Linked DNA regions of Danio rerio: region 1 is linked to region 2. Evidence: chromatin contacts called from public Micro-C data. All regions are on one chromosome and are shown on one strand. The core of a region is the stretch at or near the end of the contact, and the rest is flanking DNA. Distances in the headings are between cores, read along the strand shown.

What was found. Hi-C and Micro-C count contacts between places; a contact is called where the count stands out from the background.
Region 1: a Micro-C map of caudal fin shows a contact between it and region 2, with 3 times the contacts expected there. The contact joins the promoter of si:ch73-181d5.4 here to the enhancer-like site in region 2. A contact is called at or near these places in 2 of 18 Hi-C or Micro-C datasets (caudal fin and an unstated tissue).

The regions. Positions count from the first base shown.
Region 1 is chr23:545,766-553,044 of GRCz12tu, reverse strand. It overlaps si:ch73-181d5.4, which reads left to right and starts at 1,917. Exons shown (of 15, transcript XM_003201155.7): 1 at 1,917-2,048; 2 at 3,842-4,500; 3 at 6,257-6,437; 4 at 6,629-6,832; 5 at 7,112-7,279. The coding sequence starts at 3,842.
Region 2 is chr23:497,386-504,504 of GRCz12tu, reverse strand. It overlaps tspan2b (tetraspanin 2b), which reads left to right. Exons shown (of 8, transcript XM_005161898.6): 3 at 1,024-1,121; 4 at 3,734-3,808; 5 at 3,986-4,069; 6 at 4,742-4,804; 7 at 6,008-6,091. Among named protein-coding and RNA genes, the nearest start is that of slc25a55b, 18 kb to the right of the region's middle. Within about 2 kb of position 1,659, at least 1 of the 62 cell types and tissues checked has an H3K27ac peak or open chromatin away from gene starts, as enhancers often do. A contact at or near this core is called in caudal fin, where this site is marked.

The sequences.
Region 1 (7,279 bases), core at 668-3,167, 48 kb before region 2:
ATAGATATCGTTGCGACTATTGCTTATGACTACATTAGTGATACTAAGATATAGAAAACTATTAATTTCATGAGAGCTTTTAAACCTTTCCAAGGCAAAATTTGGCAACTTGTTTGTGAAGGTGTTGCAAACATGGCAAAATCTGAGAAAAACTAGGTTTGTTTGTCGAGTTGTCGATGCCATTGTCGCTCTTTGCTATTGTGTCGTCTTATTACTGCGCATAAATGCAAACAAAATTATAATCTAATTGTTGATAATTATTCAAAATGAACAACCAAAAATGATTTAAATATAATGGGTTTCCTTGCGTCATATGAGATTATATGCACAGAAAAAAGCAATAGCATCTGGATGCAGCCTTTATGATGCAAGTTGAGATTGCAATCAGACACAATGCACTCAACTGAGCTAGTGACATCACTGTAAGGGGTGGGGTTAGGTGAGCGCATTAAAAAGCATTGCATGCAGCTCAGATTGCATCTGCTTCAGGTCTGCATCCAGACCTCTCTCAAAAAAAAGGCACATTAAAATATCCTTGAATAATCAAAACAATTAAAGAAGATTTAGGTTTAGATTTAGGCAAAAAAAAGCTAAATATTCACAGTAAAGATCAGCTAAATGAGCATGCTTCATAATACTTATAAATATCGTAACTAAAAAAACTCATAAAGGTTTATAACTAAACAAATGTGGCAATATGTGGTTAATTTGAGGGAGAGTAAATAGAGGTGAAGTTGGTTTTATATTGGGATATTCAGATATTCTTCTTAATAATATAATGCCAGAAAAGTATCGTTAATAGGGAAATTATATTAGCAGCAAGTGACTATCAAAGTACAGCATTGTTCACAGTCAATTAGACAGTGTTAATGTTGTTTACAAGTCATACTTGCATGCTAATTCAGATCCAATATTCAGAGTAACATGCTAAACAATATAGAGACTGCTAAATGAACCAATGTGCCAATATAAAACCAACTTTACCTCTATTACCTCTAAATTGAAGCCTATAAAGTTGTTGCACTAAACAAACATGGCTGACAGTTCACCCAAAATAAAATTCTGTTATCATTTACTCAGACTTTACTTGTTTTGAACCTTTATGAGTGGTTCTTGTTAATCTCACAAGAAGATATTTTGAAGTTGAAAATCTTCAACCATTGACAGTCAGCCTATTTGCTTTTCCCACAATGGAGGGTTTCAAGCTTTCTTCAGAATATCTTCTTCTGGGTTTTGCAGAAGAAAGACACTCAGAAGGGTTTATAACTTAACGAATGTAGTAAAATGTGTTTTTTAAGAGAGTAAATAGTACCTAAATAAAATAAGATAGTTGAATGAAATAAGATAGTTCACCCAAAAATGAAAGTTCTGTCATCATTTACTCACACTTTACTGATTTCAAACTCTTATGAGAAACTCTTATGCTTCTTGTTGATCTAAAAAAAATAAATAAATAAATAAATGTTGGTGCTGGAAACCTTTAGCCATTGTCATCCACAGTAGGCTATTTGCTTTTCCCACAATGGAAGTTACGGGTTTCCAGCCTTCTTCAGAATATCTTTTTTGAGTTTAACAGAAGAAAATAACTCATAAAGCTTTATAACTGTAAACAAATGTGGTAATCAGAGGTTTATAAATACAAACTGAGGTGAGAGTCGTTCATAAAGGCCTACATTTATAATTCGTGTGTGAAAATGCCTTTAACAAGCGTTGGCTGTAGAGCGCGCACTCTTCAATGCTGTTTAAGAAAGTATTTGTTGATTTTATCTTAATCTTTTTGTACTTTTGTTATTAAGTTTGAGTGCTGACATTGTTTCTTAAATTTGTCCTCCAGTACGCAGGAGTCGCTGTTCGGTTCCGGTGCGGAGTCTCGCGGCGGTTCTGGATCCTCTTTATACCGAGCGTCACGCCCCTTTCACGGTCAAAATGGAGGCATTGCTGTGCGTTTGTGTGATTGACTGCATTTAACATTAATAATCAATTATAATCTTTCATCCATTGAGCTCGAAGTGCGTGTAAACGCAGACACACGCGTTGGACTGTATAAGGTGAGTCCGCGGTGGGCTGTGGGTGCTGTGGGTGTTTCGCTTCACCTCACATGCTTCATTATTTATTTGCAGATGTGTGATGTGCTGAATGAGATGTGCAGTTTAGCAGCACGTCAAACACATGTTTCGCAGTCTCTCTTTACTCTGCAGACTGTTTCATACACCATGTTGAAGTTCGCTGTTGAACACTGAGTTCGCTGTTATGAATTAGACAGCCAAAGTGATTTCAATTATTTGATGATTTCTGAATTAATAATGTCATTGTGGTGTTTAATTTGATGAGATGTGAAATGTTGAAGCATGAATATAGTGTTACGGTGTTTTTCGAATATATTATATACATTACGACCATTCATTTACAGTATTGTGTAAATTAGGGTGAATGCAGGTTTAAAAAGCGACATCTGTCGAAATTATCCTTAACATTAAACTGTTTACTAGTTTACAGCTGAAAATGTAAAGTTTTAGGCACATAAACGCTTACCTCTGATTTAATTCTAATTTAACTCAAATTTGATGTATGTTATGCATTGTTTTTTTCCCAGTGCAACTTTTACAGTCATGCAAAATAATAATCAAGCTAAAACCCATATCCATAGAGGTGAAGTTGGTTTGATATTGAAATATTCAGACATTCTCCTTAATATAATGTCAGAAAAGTATTGTAAATAGTGAAATCATATTAGCAGCAAATGACTATCAAAGTACAGCATTGTTCACAGTCAATTAGACAGTGTTAATGTTGTTTACAAGTCATACTTGCATGCTAATTCAGATCCAATATTCAGAGTAACATGCTAAACAATATAGAGACTGCTAAATGAAACCAATATAAAACCAACCTCACCTATATGCTAAAACCTTTGTCCGAGTATTTAAACATGATTTTATTATTAAGTTTATAATAAATATTTAGTTGTGGTTATGCATTAAGGTGAAGTTGATATTTGCACAATCAGTAAAACAGTAAAGTAGAATTCAAAAAGGCGAATACAGATTAATAATAATGAGGTACTGTTATGAATTATGAGATGATATTGCTAAACGTAAGAATGACTTCAGAATAACATCAGCACTTTTTAACTCACTGTGAAAACAGTCCTTTTCTGACATTATATTAAGAAGGTGAATGTGCAAATATAACATTAACTTTATCCCAGTTTTCTTTCTTTCTATTAAAGTAAAATATGAGGTAAATCATTCATAGTTTTTCTTATAGTGTATATTTAAGTCTTGCAACACTACATAATCAGGTCAATCACACCCATTTCTTTATCAACAATCTAATATTTGATAAAACTTTATTTTGTTTGACTTTTCTGCATTTATGAGGGAAACGCTTGGTTGTGGATGTGACAGATGTGAAATTGACACTTGTGTGACTTTGATGAATCAAATATTGACATTGACAGAGACATTACAGCACTGTGGAAAACCAGCCTACACAAAAACAGAAAGGCTCTCGCTATTTTAGTTCGTAAAAGTTAGTATATTAGTTACTTCAGTTTAAAGGATTCATGGCAAGGCTGACATTTGCAAGGAATAGCTCAGTAGGGTTAAACCTTTTTTATATATATATATATATATATATATATATATGTGTGTGTGTGTGTGTGTGTGTGTGTGTGTGTGTGTGTGTGTGTGTGTGTGTGTGTGTGTTTACTGTTAAGCTTAAATAAATGTGTTCACCCTAAAATTTTTCAGAAAATCTAGTATTTCTCACAGACAAATATGAGATTGTCTAATCCTTCAGCTCTAATATTTTCTCTGTATCTCCTCTGTTCTGGGGTCAGATGGATGCGGACGCCTCTGGCACTGATCTGATGGGCAAGAGCTGGGGCTTCCGGCGCAGCACGATAGCCAAACGAGAGTTCTTGGAGGCGGTGTGCTCACTGGACGAGAGCAGCGGAGATCCTGACCTCCAGACCAACAGGGGTCGTGGCCGGGGTCGAGGCAGAGGTCGCGGCAGGGGTCGCGGTCGCGGAAAACGTGCTGCCGACGCTGGCATGGGGTTAACGGCAGCTAAACGAGGGCGTAGGGGTCGAGGGCGCGTGTGGGTACATGCAGACGAGTCCAGCAGCGAACGCAACACAGGAGGAGCCACATCCGATCGAGCTGAAGACAGCGACGATCTCAACCTGCAGGAGATGCGGAGGCGAGCGCTGGCACGGCGGATGAGGGAAAGCACAGACGGAGAGAGAAATGATGGTCTGGGGGAGCAGGAGGGTGTAGAGCAGTCTGACGACACCGAAAGCGCAGCAGAAGGAGAGAAGCAGGGTTTATTCACTGACAGGGAAGCCGCAGATACTCTGAGTTTTGCTGGAGATGAGAGGAATGAGCGACTGCAGAATCACTCTGAGCACCAGGAGGAAATCTGCATCTCTGATAAACATGAGGAGGATAATCAGGACGCTGTGTGTGGCACATGTGGACAGAGGGATGATAGTAACAGGTGAGAATCGAGTGTGTAGGGGTGTGACGATAACCACATTACCGCCATAATGAGATGTCAACTGCGGTGATGTGGTTAAGCATGTTTATGGTGAAGCTCCGCTGTAATTCCTATATCACAAACCTCTATCAACATTTTTAAATACAAGCTCCGCTTTAGAGGTCTGCATTCCCGCGGGACCCGACCAGATTTCTGCGGCGCGGGAATACATTTCCGAATAAAGCCCGGGAGCGGTCAGTAACGGGTTTAATTTGGGACGGGAGCGGGCCGTCTAGCAATATCACTCCCGACTCCCGAGCGAGCATGCGTATGTATGTGTGTAAATGAAATAGCGCGATGCTGTGTTTAGCTTGTTTGTTGCTGTGAGTGTGTATGTGTGTGTGTGCGCACGAATGAGAGAGAGAGAGAGAGAGGTTTGTCTGTGTGTGTGCTTGGTGTTTGTGTGTGTGAGTGTGTGTGTTAGTGCACGCGAATGAGAGAGAGAGAGGTTTGTCTGTGTGTGTGTGTGTTTGTTTGTGTGTGTCTGTGTGTGTGTTTGTTTGTTTGTTTGTTTATTTTTGTGTGTGTTTGTGTTTGTTTGTGTGTGTTTGTTTGTGTGTGTGTGTGTGTGTGTTTGTTTGTGTTTATGTTTGTTTGTGTGTGTTTGTTTGTGTGTGTGTGTGTGTGTGTTTGTTTGTGTGTGTTTGTTTGTGTGTGTGTGTGTGTGTGTGTTTGTGTTTGTTTGTGTGTGTTTGTGTGTGTTTGTTTGTGTGTGTTTGTTTGTGTTTGTGTTTGTGTGTGTGTGTTTGTTTGTGTGTGTTTGTGTGTGTTTGTTTGTGTGTGTTTGTTTGTGTGTTTGTGTTTGTTTGTGTGTGTTTGTGTTTGTTTGTGTGTGTTTGTGTGTGTTTGTTTGTGTGTGTTTGTTTGTGTTTGTTTGTGTGTGTTTGTGTGTGTTTGTTTGTGTGTGTTTGTGTGTGTTTGTGTGTGTTTGTTTGTGTGTGTTTGTTTGTGTGTGTGTGTTTGTTTGTGTTTGTGTTTGTTTGTGTGTGTTTGTGTTTGTTTGTGTGTGTTTGTGTGTGTTTATTTGTGTGTGTTTGTTTGTGTGTGTTTGTGTTTCTCAGTGATGGGTTGCAGCTGGAAGGGCATCCGCTGGATAAAAACGTGCTGGATAAGTTGGCGGTTCATTCCGCTGTGGCGACCCCACATTAATAAAGGGTCTAAGCCGACCAGTAAATGAATGAATGAATGAATGAATATATAAATATATTGATATGTTGTTTAATTATGGATATTGCAATGTGTATATCCTCAATAGTCACATCGCAAGATATGCAATGTTTAGTCTGCATTATAGTTGAGCAGAAGCTATAGAATTGTACTTAATAACTGTATTTATATGGAATTTATGCAAAAACTTAGAATTTTGTGTTGTTTTAGTCAAAATGTCAACATTTTAACGAAAAAGCAAGATTATTGTACTTACCCTGTGCCCTGGCAGATCATTAAGCTTGTTTTCACTGTTCATTTTGACATCTGAAGTTGAAAACAAAACAATATTTTAACTTGCTCTGCGAATGTTGTTGATATTTGGACTACAAACGAGACAAAGTAAGAAAATATGTATTTTTTTGCATTGAGATTTATTTAATTTCTCATGCTTAATACTGTTAGTCTCCCCAGAAAAAAAAAAATCCAAATGTCAGATTTTTCCAATATTTTCCAATACCTAACCCTAATTTTGATCTCCTACCAAACTAATGCTGTCTCCATCTGTCAGGTTGACGATCAGCTGTAAATCCTGTGGAGCGTTTCGGCATGTGGACTGTGTCGGCATCTTTGAGACTTGGAAAAATGAGGAATATATGTGTCCACCATGCACTGAGAACCGGGAACTGACATGCAGGAACCAGAAGACTGACGATCCGTGCCTAAAACAAGAGATCAGCTCAATCAACATGGTAATGCTGCATCATCATCTCTCATCACACTGTCTGAAAAGCGCATCTCTAACAGAACTGATCCTCTTTGTGGAGTAATAAATGGAGCACGACAGATTGCTCTTAATAACCCCCCTGGTAACTACTAAACATTAGTAGAGAAGAGATCCGGTCAGCTCTTCTTCTAAATCTAGTCTGTGTGTCAATCTCAGGTGGATGTGCAGCAGATGATAAAGGTGGAGCAGAATGTGGTGGAGGTTTCGCCCAAATGCATTGGTCCGGGCTGCAGCAGCGATGCCCTGCCGGAGTCGGTGTACTGCGGTCATCGCTGTATCGTTCAGCACGCAGCCGTCGCCATCAAGACTCTCTCTGAACCCAAACCTGAGGTCAAATCTGCTGTTGTACCGTCTCTCAAGGTGAATATAATCACATACACTCTGTAAACAATGTCTGCTGATGAACAGCTCCTGTGCTTTGTTATTTGCGGTGGTGAATTCTGTTCACATCTGATGTTGAACATTCAACTCTACAGTTTAACAAAGTGACTTTTATTCTGTAAATATAAACATATGCATGTGTTTATACGCACACACACACATATATATATATCATAAATAAGAACTTTAATGTAGATGTGATGAATGATTTTGCCAGCACTGGTGTTTAATGTTCTCTCTCCTGCTTTCACCTTTCAGAGCGAGAAACGATCATTTCTTGCGAAGCTTTTCAAGGTGAAGGTCAACAAGAGTCCAGCAGAGAGAGAGCAGGAGGGTAAAGCAGAAGAAAAGAGCGAAGAGTCTGTCTGTTCATCTGCAGTCGCTGACCCAGCACAAACAACCACAGCCACTCCACCTGAACATCAC
Region 2 (7,119 bases), core at 410-2,909:
GATGCCCTTCCAGCCGCAACCCATCTCTCAGAACTATAGAAATACAGTAATATCATAATATAGCTATGCTGCTACACAATAATAGTATGTTAAATAGTTTATTTATAATTTGTTTATTTTATATAGTATACAGTTTTCTGCTTCATAAATCCAGAATTCTGCAGAACTGTCTATTGGAAAACAAAATGATATGCATCATTCATTCCTTTAAGATTTTATTAGCATAAATACAGTTAAAATAGGTATTTTTCCATCAAGTGAAGTGATGTGATGTGTTTGATCATATGATATTTACTGTTTTAATATGCTGTATAGTATGATTCTACTTTTTGAGCTGCTTGTGTGTTTTTAATGCACAAATAATGTTCTGCACTGTGTAAAATATCCCTAAATCAGCAGTTTTCTGCATTTTGTGATGCATGTTTTTGTTTTTCCTCATTTATTTCTGCTTGTGAATGTCATTATGGGATCTTGATCATCTTCTAGCAACGTTTATAACCTTGAACAGTGTGTGTATAGTCTGTGTTCATGTGTAATAGTGTGTAGTGTGTGTATAGTGTGTGTTCTGCTCATGTGTAATAGTGTGCAGTGTGTGTATAGTGTGTGTTCTGCTCATGTGTAATAGTGTGTAGTGTGTGTATAGTGTGTGTTGGTGTTGTATATTACTCTACAGTGAGCTTGTAATAAACTGCAGCACATGTTCTGCTATTCTACACTCTTATTCCTCTACATATGATCTCTTATATTATTTCACACCACTAAAATGTCAATAAAAGTCACTTTGTTAAACTGTAGAGTTGAATTATGAGCATCAGGAGTGGACAGAGCAGAGATCAACATCCCATAATGCAGTTCACCACCGCTAATAAACACAAGCTGTTCATTAGCAGAGATTTTTCACAGTGTATCTGCCAATAACAGTTATTTAATATGCATGTTTAAGCATTTTTGATTAGTTTTGCATGATATTTTCCTAATATTGTGTGCCCGAATGAGCTTAAATAATGTGTGTGTCCTGCACAGGGGTGTACATCCTCATCGCAGCCGGTGGTCTGGTGATGCTGGTGGGTTTTTTCGGCTGCTGTGGAGCCGTGCGGGAGTCGCAGTGTCTTCTGGGATTGGTGAGAGTTACATTTACTAATATCTGAGTAAACACCATAGCATTGCTCACTGATAAATGCTGACTGATAATTGATGAGGACGACAGTAGAGCTGCACTGTAAACAACACCTGCTAATGAACAGTATATGGGATGTTGATCTCTGCTCTGTCCACTCCTGATGCTCATAATTCAACTCTACAGTTTAACAAAGTGACTTTTACTGACATTTTAGTGGTGTGAAATAATATAAGAGATCATATGTAGAGGAATAAGAGTGTAGAATAGCAGAACATGTGCTGCAGTTTATTACAAGCTCACTGTAGAGTAATATACAACACCAACACACACTATACACACACTGCACACTATTACACATGAGCAGAACACACACTTTTGAGGTTAAAAGATCCCATAATGCAATTTAAAACATGGATGGGGGGAAATAAAACATGAATCACACACTGTTAGTTGACAGGTATTTTGTACGGTGTAGTCAGTCTTGCCTTCATGTTATTGACATTTCCAAGCAATTTATTTCCTTTTCTGATTAATTGTTTTCCTTGTTCCTTGTTTCCGCATGCCGGAGTTTGCTCAGACTAATGTTTGTATGTTAGACAGTAGGCTGTGTTCTGGAATGCTCTTTTGGATTTGCCTCTATGTTTCTTTGCACAGATTTAACCTCTGCATTTGCATCTCTACTGCTGTCTGCACATTTCCGGCTTGTTATGCAAGAAAACAGGAATTAAGATGAAAAATAAACAAGGAAATAAAAACTCAAAAAGACTTGATGCGGTAACACTCGTTATGTCATTCTAAAACAGGATGCATTGTTTTGTTTACTGTACACAACACTATTTTAAACTATTTTTATACACGCACACATGTTCAGCTTAAAGGATCGTCAGTCTTCAACGCTTTGGTGCACAGACTTAAACTTGGTCTCATTTTAAAGAAGACACTTGTCAGAATGTGACTGAAGGGAAAAAAAGTTTAAAAAAAAACTTAAAGTTTTTTAAAATAATATAATATAATGCGCCTTTATATAATATAAAAATATAATGCGCCTTTATATTTATGTAAACAATCAAAACAAAAATATAGATTGTATTATATTACATAAAAAATATGTTTAAATTTTTTTTGTCTAAATTAGTCAGAAAATCAAAGCTAAATATTTGAACAAATTATGTTCCAAATATAAAGTTGATAACAAAAAATTTACTTTCAGTGGGATTTTGTTTGGCTGCAGTACTAAACATGAACACCAGGTTATATAATCATTCATTCATTTTCTTGTCGGCTCAGTTCCTTTATTAATTCGGGGTCGCCACAGCGGAATGAACCGCCAACTTATTCAGCAAGTTTTTACGCAGCGAATGCCCTTCCAGCTGCAACCCATCACTAGGAAACATCCACACACACATTTAAACACACACACACACACACACACATACACTACGGACAATTTAGCCTACCCAATTCATCTGTACCGCATGTGTTTGGACTGTGGGGGAAACCGGAGCATCCGGAGGAAACCCACGCCAACACGGGGAGAACATGCAAACTCCACACAGAAACACCAACTGAGCTGACGCTAGACCTTCTTGCTGTGAGGCAACAGCACTACCTACTGCGCCACTGCTTCGCCTATATATAAAATAGTATATATTAATATAAATAAATAAATAAGTTAAGAAGTTAAACTAAAATCTAATACTTTTTATTATATTTTCAAGGGCTGAAAACAGCAGCTTTTGAAACAGGGCAACCGCTTAAAAAAATCATTTTCATATTTGTCAATTACTCACTTGCTATTCAAAATGCAGATTTTTAGATGTAAAGAAAACCGCTTAAAATCTTTAGTACATGCTGTCAAATAAATGCCATTAAATTGACAAATACCACAAAACTTTACCACAATTTATCAAAGACATACTTAACTTACAGGGCTTTTACTGGCTTATACTGTTTATCTTTATATATATATATATATATATATGCGCAATATCACACGAGTAGCAGGCTGTATCGGCAGCAGACTGATTGTCTTAGTGTCCCACCACTGATGATATACAGCCATACCGGACTGCTGCAAGTGTGGTATTGCGTTCTGCAAACACCAGCAGATTACTATGGTAATAATGCAGCACTACAACACACAAAGAGAGAGTGTCACTTACCTGTTTAATAATGATTTGATCTGCTGTAGCTTGAGTTTTTCCTTCTCTAAGGGCTTATTATGCGGTCTTTGACGCCATCTTGTGGCAGAACATCAACCGTTTTTGCTATGCTCAGTATGACATGCTGATGGCGTTGAATCTCTGAAGTTATGATTATTTAAAATAGGCACTATCCCTATAAATAAACCGAGTAGCTGCAATCTAAACAATGACAATCTCACCTAAAAAAGCCTCAACAGTACATGATGTTGTCCAACAGCTGCAATATTTGTCAAACTGTAGTGAGTTTATTGATCTGATGTCACTCTGTGTGGGCGGAGTAATACACAAAGGTGAAGAGGCTGTACCAGTGCTGTTCTTGCAAAATATTGCACCCCTATATATATATATATATATATGAAATGTAGAAAGCATTTTAATTTATTTAACATTATTTATGTCTCTTTTACAGTTTTTTGCCTGTCTTCTGGTCATCTTTGGAGCTGAAGTTGCAGCAGGAGTTTTTGGCTTCATCAACAAAGACAAGGTATTATTATTATTATTATTATTATTATTATTATTATTATTATTATTATTATTATTATTATTATTATTATTATTATTATTATTATAGTGGAAATGACATGACACATGTTGATTCAAAGCTCTTTATTTCAATAAATCAGATTTTTACAGCACAAGTTTCTTTAATGTTTCATCTTAGATCATTCAGGAAATAAGGCACTTCTATGATGAGTCTGCTGGAAACAACAACAATAATGCAACCGTGCAGTCCTACCACACCGTAGTGAGTTCACATTATTACCTTGTTTTATTACTCTACTACACCTTATTGTGGATTTAATCAGACTGTGGTGTCATTATAACTATATACATGTGTAGTTGAATTATTCACCCTCCTGTTTCATTTTTAATTCTTTTATATTTTCTTATACTTTTATATGTTATACATTTCTACTCATAATAATGTTAATAACTCATCTCTAATAGCTGATGTGTTTTCTCTTCACCATGATGACAGCACATAATATTAGTCTAGATATTCTTCAAGACACTAGTGTTCAGCTTACAGTGGCATGTAAAGGCTTCACTAGGGTAATGAGGGTAAAGTTAGGGTAATTAGGCAAGTCATTGTATAACAGTGGTTTGTTCTGGAGACAATCCAACACTAATATTGCTGAAGAGGCGAATAATATTGAGCTTAACATGACTTTAACACTATTAAACACTGCTTTTATTCTAGCCCAAATAAAACTAATCAGACTTTCTCCAGAAGAACAAATTTTCAATAATGTGTAAATGTCTAAATATCATTTGAGAAATATTTGAAAATGCACAAATATCGAGCAGGAGGGTGAATAATTTTGCCCACAACTATATGTACTGTATATATGTTTAATGTTGTCATAAAAGACTGTAATTGTGGCTGTAATTGTATTTTAACCCGTCTCATCTGCAGTTGAGTTGCTGTGGTTCATCTACAGTGACGCCATCCTCATGTAAAAACATGGTATTTAACCAGGTAAGCTCTTAAATGAAACACTGATTAAAACTGTCTGCTACTAGTAATAGTTCTGCACAATACTGAGAAAACATGCAATAATACGAGTATTACGATAGCGATATTTCTTGCGATACATGTCCCATTAAAGGTATTTTGGATATTTAGTCTGATCTAGTAAACTGGCTAACATGTAGACACTGTGAACGAGTGTAAACCTGATATGCAGATATTCTGACTCTGATTGGCTGTTGTCATTTTCCTCTTATCTTGACTCCGCCCACTATTGTTTAAATTCAGCACTGAGTTCAGCTTCCAGCCATTAGTAGAACAGCACCTACTGGGTGGGCGGGGCTTAAGATAGAATCACCCCATCTGATTGGTCAAATTTGGATGAACAGTCAGTGCTGATAGCCTCATGTGTAGAGCTATTGCTAGAAGGGATACAGCTGGAAGGCGGGAGGTTGAATTATTATTCATTACATTATTCATTAACTGTATTTTATTAACATCTAAACCTACTCAAACCCTAAACCCAACCCTCACTGTCAGGTAAAAACAGCAATTATACTGAATATTATTCATATTATTTTTTAAATTACACATTAAATGCATTTTATTAACGTTAACCCTGAACCCAATCCTCACAGTAACGCAAAAACAGTAATTATACAGAGTATTATTCATATTATTTATTAAATTACCCATTAATTAGCATTTTATTAACATCTACTCTAAACCCAATCCTCACAGTAATGTGAACTGTTAAATATTGTTGTATGGTGTCATAGAAATGACGCTATCCACAGCTGTATCCCTTCTAGACGTAACCCATGCACCGTATGCCAACATTGTGCTTTGGGCATCAATACCGCAATACCAATAATTCCCCGATATGTTGTGCAGCCAAAATTAGTAAACACTTAGTTTAAAAGCACAGTGTGTGAGTTTGGCCATTAGAGGGCGTCTATTCACAACAAACAAAGGCATATTTCCATGACTGTGGCTGAGTGTGGAATCATGGGAGTTGTAGTCATTTTAGGCGTCTGTTATATGTAGTGCTGCGAAACTCTAAAGTCGCATATGTAAGTACAAAAGTCAGTGTTTCATAAAAAGATACATGAAAATGGCAGATATAGTGTCTGTAATAGCAGAGTTTGACATGCAGTGAAGTGTGTATACGCATTGATCTGTGTGTGTGTGTGTGTGTGTGTGTGTGTGCAGACGTGTGACGTGGCCATTGAAGAGTTTTTCAACAGTAAGCTGTTCATCGTGGGTTACGTGGGAATAGGAATCGCTGGAGTCATGGTAAATGAACTTTTTTTGTCAATAATACAGTCTGTTATCATGTCCGCAGTTTAGGATAATGTACATCCAGGTGGTTGTTCTCACAGAATATATACAGTCGAGCTCGATTATTCACACCACTTATTACAAAGTAAAACAAGATTACTCTGCTTAACACATTATATTGCTTGTTTTAAGGAGAAACTCGCTTCATTTTGACTCCTTAATTCTGAAAACAGGACAGTATGTTGTACTTGTCTTGTAATTGCTTCTTGATTTAAGAATTTGTAGATATTTGGACTAGAAACACGACACAAACTCAAGTAGGAAAAGCATTAGTTGCAGTGCATTTCCGAATGACCAATTTACTCTGGGATTTGAATATCCTGTAATAACATTTGGACATGTTTGTCATGTTGAAATGTTAATTTGATGTTGTTTTGACATCAATTATTGATGCAATTTTTTTTAATGGTTTTTAATATAATTTCTTTAAACTTACTGTATCCAGTAAGTATTCCAGTTCATGTCCTCTTTGTGTTTAAACATGCACTGTAAAAATGAAAAGTGTTTTCTTTTATCTGCGGTTGTGAGTTGCATTATGGGGGTCACTTTGGCTCAGTGGTTGACGCTGTGGCCTCTCAGCAAGAAGGTCACCTGTTTGCGTCCCGGCTGGGTCAGTTGTTGCTTCTGTGTGGAGTTTGCATTTTCTCCACGTGTTTCCCAGTGTATGGGTGTTGCAGCTGTAAAGGCATCCGCTATGTAAAACATATGCTGGAATAGTTGGTGGTTCATTCCGCTGTGGTGACCCCTGATAAATCAGGGACTAAGCTGAAGGAAAATGATTGAATAAGTTGCATTGTAGGATGTTGATGTCTTCTGATGTTGAAAATTCAACTCTACAGTTTAACAAAGTGACTTTTATTGAGATATTATAATGTATAAGCAATAATTTATAGGGGAATAATAGTGTAAAATAACAGAAATACAATATTAAATACAATATCAACCCAGACATTATAGCACTTTAAACTATTACAAATGTTCAG